2 separate regions of the Gasterosteus aculeatus genome follow, and region 1 is linked to region 2. A link is a contact called in public Hi-C data. All regions are on one chromosome and are shown on one strand. Each heading gives the region's core, a stretch centred on a gene start, on an enhancer-like site or on the middle of the called end of the contact. The rest is flanking DNA. Distances are from core to core; before and after follow the strand shown. Region 1 overlaps LOC120827251 (SPRY domain-containing SOCS box protein 4-like). Region 2 holds the start of pxylp1 (2-phosphoxylose phosphatase 1).

Region 1 (3,435 bases), core at 24-2,523, 34 kb after region 2:
GACGGCGATACGAGCCGGCGTTAAATAACTGAAAACCGTCTCTGCCAACGCCACGGCGCCACCCTCCATCCTGTCGGCGCCGGCTGTCATCCTCTTACTTCTGGCTCTTTTCTTTCCTCCTCGTCGGCGGCGATGATGCTGGCGGGTAAAACACGGAGGAAACGGGGAGTACGTGTTGTGCATAAACTACACGTGCTCGCTTAGTGGATCGTGCCCCTCCCACAGAACATGAACGCCCTCCACCAGAGAACCTGATGTCTCTGCCAGTGGATTCTGATCCCCTAGTTGAAAGCATCACGTCATATTCTAAGTCTGAATCGGGCGTTCGATGCTGGGGGGCCATGGCGTTGTCCCATGGCGGGACGAGCTGGTTACTATGGAAACTACCTATATGCGTAAGGTTAAGACTGATTAATTGCTGTGAGCTGATTTTTTTTTTTTTCCAGACTATCAGTAATCTCATGTATTTAGTTTCCCATTTTAGCAAAGCGATCTGAGCCAACCTGAAATCCCTTCTAGAGGCTCTTATTCTGAAATGCCCTTCCACAGGAAGTAAAGCGGATGTTGTTTCAGAACACCGAGCCGCCGCCTTGATGTGGTTTTAATATCCCCGGACCCCACGGGATCCGTTTTCAACGGCCTTTTCTTCGGTTTAATGCTGATTTTTAAAGTTTGACGCCGTGAACTATTGATGAAGCAGTTTCAGGGTCTTTTGTCAAAACGACGGCGCCATCAATAAATCATAGCATGAAGCCTCCGAGCGAGCCTGTGATGTCTCATGAATAAAACCTCTATGCAAACAGGCAGAAGCCAGTCAGGAGGGTGCATGTGCACGTGTGTGTGTGTGTGTGTGTGTGTGTGTGTGTGCGTGTGTGTGTGGCAGCAGCAGGATTTCAGCCCCACCAGATGGTGCCTCCAGGTGGAGCAGCTTGACATCACGGCTGTATGGCAGTTTAGAGTCTGTTTCTGTTGGGACACACAGACATCACTTGCCTCCACAGTTTGTGGGGGTGTTGTGTGTGTGTGTGTGTGTGTGTGTGTGTGTGTGTTGTGTTGCCACGTTAGTGCTGCTTCTCTCTCTGCTTGTAACACGCAGCCGAGGTGCTGATTAAATATTCTTGGTGTCACCGCACTTCTCCGTCACCAGGTGAAGGGAAGACATTCGACCCCCCCCCCAAAAGCCCGGCGGCCATTAGCCCGGCCTGGAACGGCCCCGAATGCACAGAACGGGTCTCCATGGCAACGTATACGCCACTGCTTCACGTGGCGCCAAGTCGCGCTGACCAGACGGATCCTTTGCGTGAGCCGCTGTTCAGGTGGAGGGGGAGAGCGTATGAACAGGCCTGTTTAAAAATGATGAATAAATATTCATGTGTCTCTCTGCCCCCCCCCCCCCCCCCCCCACAGCGGAGCCCCTCCCCCTCATGGACCTGTGCAGACGAGTAGCTCGACTGGCTCTTGGCAGAGAGCGCATCCATCACATCGACGGCCTCCCGCTGCCACAGACGCTGAAGAACTACCTCCAGTACCAGTGACCCCCCCCCCCCCCCCACACCACACACACACACACACACAGACACACACTGCGATGGGAGGGGCCGGGGGGTCTCCTCTGGGGCGCCGCGTTTTTATCTTCTGGTTTTGTTTCTTCTTCTTTTTTTAAAGCCGGTCAATGAAACGAGGGACGAACGAAGACGCCGTCTTTTCTGCACGCGCTGCTTCTGAGACCATGTTGGTGTTTATATTTATATTCCCAACAACACAGCGGGCCACGTGGGGGGGGGGGGGGGGGGGGCTGTGTTGGTGTGTACACGTGGATTACACAGTGTTTCATGTGTACACAAACACACTCCGCTGTCTTCAGTTGACAAGCAGGTGGTTTCCACCAGACCCCCCCCCCCCCTCCAGATCTCTGGCTCCTCATCACGTGCTGGTTTGATTTAAGCCTCCAGCATGTTTGAACGGGGGGGTGTCGCCTCTCTGGCTACTGTTAGATTACGATTCATCTGAAGGTTGAAGTTGTGTGTTTGTGCTCTGTGAGACGGAGACACACACACACACACACACACACACACACACACACACACACACACACAGAGTACATGTCAACACCTCTGGTATGTCTCGCCCCCCCCCCCTCCCCTCACACACACATCAAGTTTTTAATGCTGCTTTCCATCTTTTTATTCCACCGTTTTACACCCGTGTGGGTTTTTTGGGGGGTTTCATGAGATTTCTTTAGTGTTTACGTTCTTTTCTTCATTCCGCGGCTCGTGAGGTTTGTGGGTCTGCGGGACGTCGGCTCGCGGTCGGAAGTGTAAAGAACAACAAGTCCAATGTGCCGCCATGAGAATTTTTAAAATGTGAATAAAGAAACTCTGCTGAAGTCACCGTCTCGCTGTTGTTTTATACATTATAAATGAGATATTAAGGAGATCCTATTGCCCCCCCCTCACACTCCCGCCAGATGCTGGGTGGTTTTCAGTGTTGAGGCGAGATTAGCCAGCTGTAACCCCCCCCCCCCCTCCCCTTAAACACAGATTACTGTTGTTGAAATAACATGAATTGACGGTCCGCAAATGCATGAAACGCAATCACCTGTGAGCCGGTCTGCACGTAGTGACGTCACACGCGGCCTGGACTCGGGGGTTGATCAGCTGGTCGAGTGGGGATCAAGCGTTTGCCTCGTGACTGCCGCCCCCATGTGGCGACGCGCGCTCACTACAACAGCGCCGCTTTCGCGCGTGAGAGGACGACGACGACCGGACGTCTGTTCGAGGTGTCACTGCCGCTCGAGGCAGTGGGATCATAGGGGGGTTAATATATATATAATATATTATTAGTTGTTCAGTCCTGTCCTTGTGAAAGGCTTCGCAGGCATCGGTAAATACATGACGTCAGAGAGCTGCAGAGGCATGACGTCAGAGCCGTAGAGGCTCAATGCATTCAAATTGTGAAGGAATAAACGCACTCTAGTTGTGTCTCATGTGTTTGAATAACTTCAGACTAATAATCCAGTATTCACTGTATCAAAGGTGGATCCGCTCGGGATCCCGCGGTCTATTTCTGCGAGTCGAGGGTGGAGGTGACGGTGCCCCCCCCCCCCCCCCCTGTGTGCAGTGTTTCCAATGTCCGCTAGATGGAGACAAACTATTCATTATGGGTTCATAATCTCCTTCGTGTTTCCAGAGTTGATGTGTTTTTTAGACAAAATAAAGTATTCATTTTTTCAACATACTATCGTATGATTCTTCATTTGTACATTATTGACAATTACTATTGTCTGTTTTTAAAAATACTACTATAAATGATTTTTGACATATACCATATTATCTTATATGTATTTCTTATCACATGCTATAGGGAATATACAAAATAATAGGGTTTTTGCAGCGGTTGAACCAACTGCAGAAATAATTAATCACATGCTATAAA
Region 2 (3,662 bases), core at 874-3,373:
TTTGCCGAGACATTGTCAACGCTATCATTTCATTGGATGATGTAGGTTTACGAGAGAGACAAAAACACAGGCAACCTACAATCACATCCTTCCTCCCCTCATGTTCTCCCAGGACGTGTCCCCTCGCTGGCTGCGCCTGTCCTCCTTGGAGGTGGGGGTGGGGTTGCATGTATGTTTGTGTGTGAAGGAGATTTAGAAGTCTAATTCTATAGGGTTGCTCCCGAGCACCTTGAACACTTCCACCGCACTGAAGTTTCATTTCTCCCTTCGTGCTTCGTTCCCTCACCTGCTCCCACACCCTTGTTCCTCTAATCTCCCTCTAATGAGCACTTCCACTGCAGGAGAGCTCGTCTCCACAGACCCCAGCGCCGGTTTCCTTGCATTCACTGCGGGCTGGCGAGGATACATCGTCTCTAGACAATACCTACAGGAGACGCTGAACAATGACCTGATGGAGGGATGTGGGCGGGGGACACAATTATGTACAGCGAGGCAGATCTGATCTCCCGAGGGTGTTTCAGAGCATCAGGAGTGTACATCGGCTGGTGCTGGATATTAATAGGAAGAAAGCCTACAGATGATTGAGCTTTGTTTTGGTATGAATGGGGTCTCTTTCAATGGGACCACGAAGAAAGGATGTGCAAAGCATGTGCAGCACAAACAAGCACGCAACGTCAACGGAATGGTCGGTTTCCCCTTTCAAATGGAAACGCCGAGGCGAGAGAATGACCATGTTTGGAAGTCAGGCCGAGCCAAAGCGGGGCACTTACAGAACTGCAGGCTCAGGCTGATGATGGCCAGCGCCGCCCCGCCCACCAGCACCAGGAGGAGGAAGCGGTTGCGAGCCAGCATCTCGTCGTGCGATTGGTCCTCGTCCCTGACGGTCAGCCATCCAGATCGCGGCCCATCCCTGCAGGCTGGACACAAACAGTTAGTGAGCTCACACAGCAACGACTGGGTTAGGTGACTAAATGACGCCAAGTGCTAAAATAGTAAGTAGTAAAGAGAACCGAAACGGGTCATACGTTCAGTATATTACTTTTTAATCACAATGAATGAAAACTACCATTAGATTCCCAGTGTCACGTGTGCAGCATCGTAAACAGCCTGGATGCTTTTTCCACGATTAAAGAAAACAGCAGTTATTTATTTCCGTGCAAACTGCGATCAGGGACACGAGGAAAGGAGAAGACTCAAAAAGTGCAGTAAATGTGGCCTCACAATCCAAACCCTATGATTAGGAGCTCTAAAAATACGCGCAGACGATGCTTCACCGCCTCCACATCCCGCCCGGTGCCTTGACGCACAGATACCGATTACAAACGTATGAACACGTCACACGAACATATAAACAAAACGAAAACACGTAATCGAGCGAAGTAAAGACTTATACACACACACACACCTGCCACGTGACGAGTTACGGTTAAGGAGACCGGCTGGTCCCGTTTTTTGTATTTAACATCACGCTATTTTTTTTCCACGTTATTGTCGCGCCGCAAACGCCGGGTCTTTAGCGGGAACGTTCATTCACCGAAAAACACGCAGTCGTCGGGCGAGCGAAGCGACGCCCCGCTGAGCTCCGCGCCACCGGAGGAAAAGTGCCTTAAGTGACGTTAATTTGGCTAACAGTTAGCTACCGCTAGCTACTTAACGTAACGTTCTTTAACCTCGTCCGTTAGCCGAAGGGAGACACCGGGACTAAAGGGACTTCTGCTCACTTCCATTCGTTATCTGTGCGGACTTGTTGCGTGTGTCGCGTGCGCATTGGCGTGCGCTAATGCGTGCGCGTTAATCTGCTGTGCCGCCCCCCCCCCGCCCCCCTGAACGGGCGACCAGCCGGCTCGAGGTATTTAAAACAAACAACAACCGGACCGCCGAGAGAGTCTCCTAAAGTAAGAGCACATCGCGCCCCCGAAGACCCCCAAACCACGACCACCCCTCCGCTTACCTGCGGGAACCGAGAGGCGGAGGACCGACGTTTAAAATACTTGAATCCACCGCTTCGGTTTCTCCGACTGCCGCGACGGAGACCCGGCGTCAAGCCGCTTGTCGTGGAGACGCAAGCGCCACTTCCGGTGGCTGCCTTTCAAAATAAGTTCGCCACGATCTTGTGGCTGAGACATGAAAACGCGATACTTTTGTGTCACAACGGAATATATACGATTGATATATTTATTTATGTGAGTGTATATTTGACTCACATTCATTGTCTTGTAAGGTTTCATATGGAATTTGACAGCTGTTACGTTGCTCTCACCGTACCCACAAATAAATGGACAAAACAATGAAGGATACATACATTTATACATACATTGATCCCTAGATAATGTTTTTTGTTGCTGCTATTTACATTCTTTATGGTGCAAATTAAAAAATGCACTACATGAATGCTATTTACATTCTTTATGGTGCAAATTTAAAAATGCACTACAGGGATGTGCTTCTGTTTTATTTGTTTTGTTTGTCATGCGTTTGTTGTGTTGCAGATGGGATGAAAATGAATTGCGTTGGGCTGCCTTGCGCGTTGCATAATGACACTTTTCCTTGAGTCCTTCAATCCTAATCCATATGTAATAAGCAAAGTTTTGCAGTTCTTTCATGTTGCAGCCACAGGGTTGAAGCTCACAGGATGAACTCATCTGGGATGTAGTCAAATTTGCAATCATGCAAAGCACAGTATATCAACAGATCCCATCCATTGCATCAGTGGCCACATTTTGTCTTCAGAACCATGTCATTAGACGTTACTAATTCTGCTTTTATTTTGAAAACATCACGTGTTCGCACTCTCTCCGTATCTTGACGCACGTGGGAGAAAAGCGAGGCTGCGTCGTGGCGCGTTCAGAATCCCGACCTCACTGCCCCATCTGCTGGACCTGCCAGCGCAGCGCACATGCTGCCTTCACGGCCTCCGCCAGTGGTGCGTTCAAGTGCAGACGACGACGAACGAGACCAATAACCCCGTTCACAAAAATATCACGGTTACATGGAGAGAATAGAAATATTAAAATGTATAATGTGTGTACGAATAACAAGTAAGTTGAGACGGACAGGTTTGTTATTAAAGTGAGTATTACATATACGTATACGTATTATTATTTTTTTTTTTTTAAAGAGTCGTACTCTAGCTCGGTTGGGGAAAAGGCAGCATAGTTTGTTTAAAAGAAAGTTCATGGTTGGTTAAGAAAATAAAATTCTCTTTCAATCTGTCTTAAAAAATGATATCCCACAGTCAGACTGTTTAAATACTATGAGGAGCTTAAAATGTTTCAGTATTATTTGGAATTATTTAGATAAACCAACAGAACAACGCAGGTCCACAGGAAGCTGATACTTGTACGTCGGTCATATCTTGACTGCTTGTGTTATAATTTGTCTTTTGTTCTTTTTAATGATTTATGATCACCAGCAGAAGGAATTTGGTGTGACTGTAAAACAAAATGGAAGAAAACCAAAAACACTCTTTTGGTGGTTTTGATGTCTTTGCCAGAGCCCCAGTTTTCAGTATGCTAAGCTAACCGTCTGCTAACCCTACCGACATATAATGGAGAGGGAGGCTGTGATTGTTCATCAAACTCTCTGCCGGAGTGTGTTAGGATATTAGAAATATCAATATTGAACTCTAATACAATTTGGCTTCGTAGAATAAATTCCAGCAA

Evidence for each region. A called contact is a pair of places that touch in the nucleus more often than the background predicts.
Region 1: a contact with region 2 is called in a Hi-C map of skeletal muscle, with 5 times the contacts expected there. The contact joins the enhancer-like site here to the promoter of pxylp1 in region 2. A contact is called at or near these places in 4 of 6 Hi-C or Micro-C datasets (liver, skeletal muscle and tail fin).

What each region holds. Positions count from the first base shown.
Region 1 is chr1:2,389,153-2,392,587 of fGasAcu3.hap1.1, forward strand. LOC120827251 (SPRY domain-containing SOCS box protein 4-like) reads left to right here. Exons shown (of 3, transcript XM_078107249.1): 3 at 1,408-2,386. The coding sequence ends at 1,535. Among protein-coding and RNA genes, the nearest start is that of LOC120827251, 16 kb to the left of the region's middle. Within about 2 kb of position 1,274, at least 4 of the 9 cell types and tissues checked have open chromatin away from gene starts, as enhancers often do.
Region 2 is chr1:2,354,218-2,357,879 of fGasAcu3.hap1.1, forward strand. pxylp1 (2-phosphoxylose phosphatase 1) reads right to left here and starts at 2,124. Exons shown (of 6, transcript XM_078107228.1): 1 at 1,952-2,124; 2 at 771-917. The coding sequence starts at 852.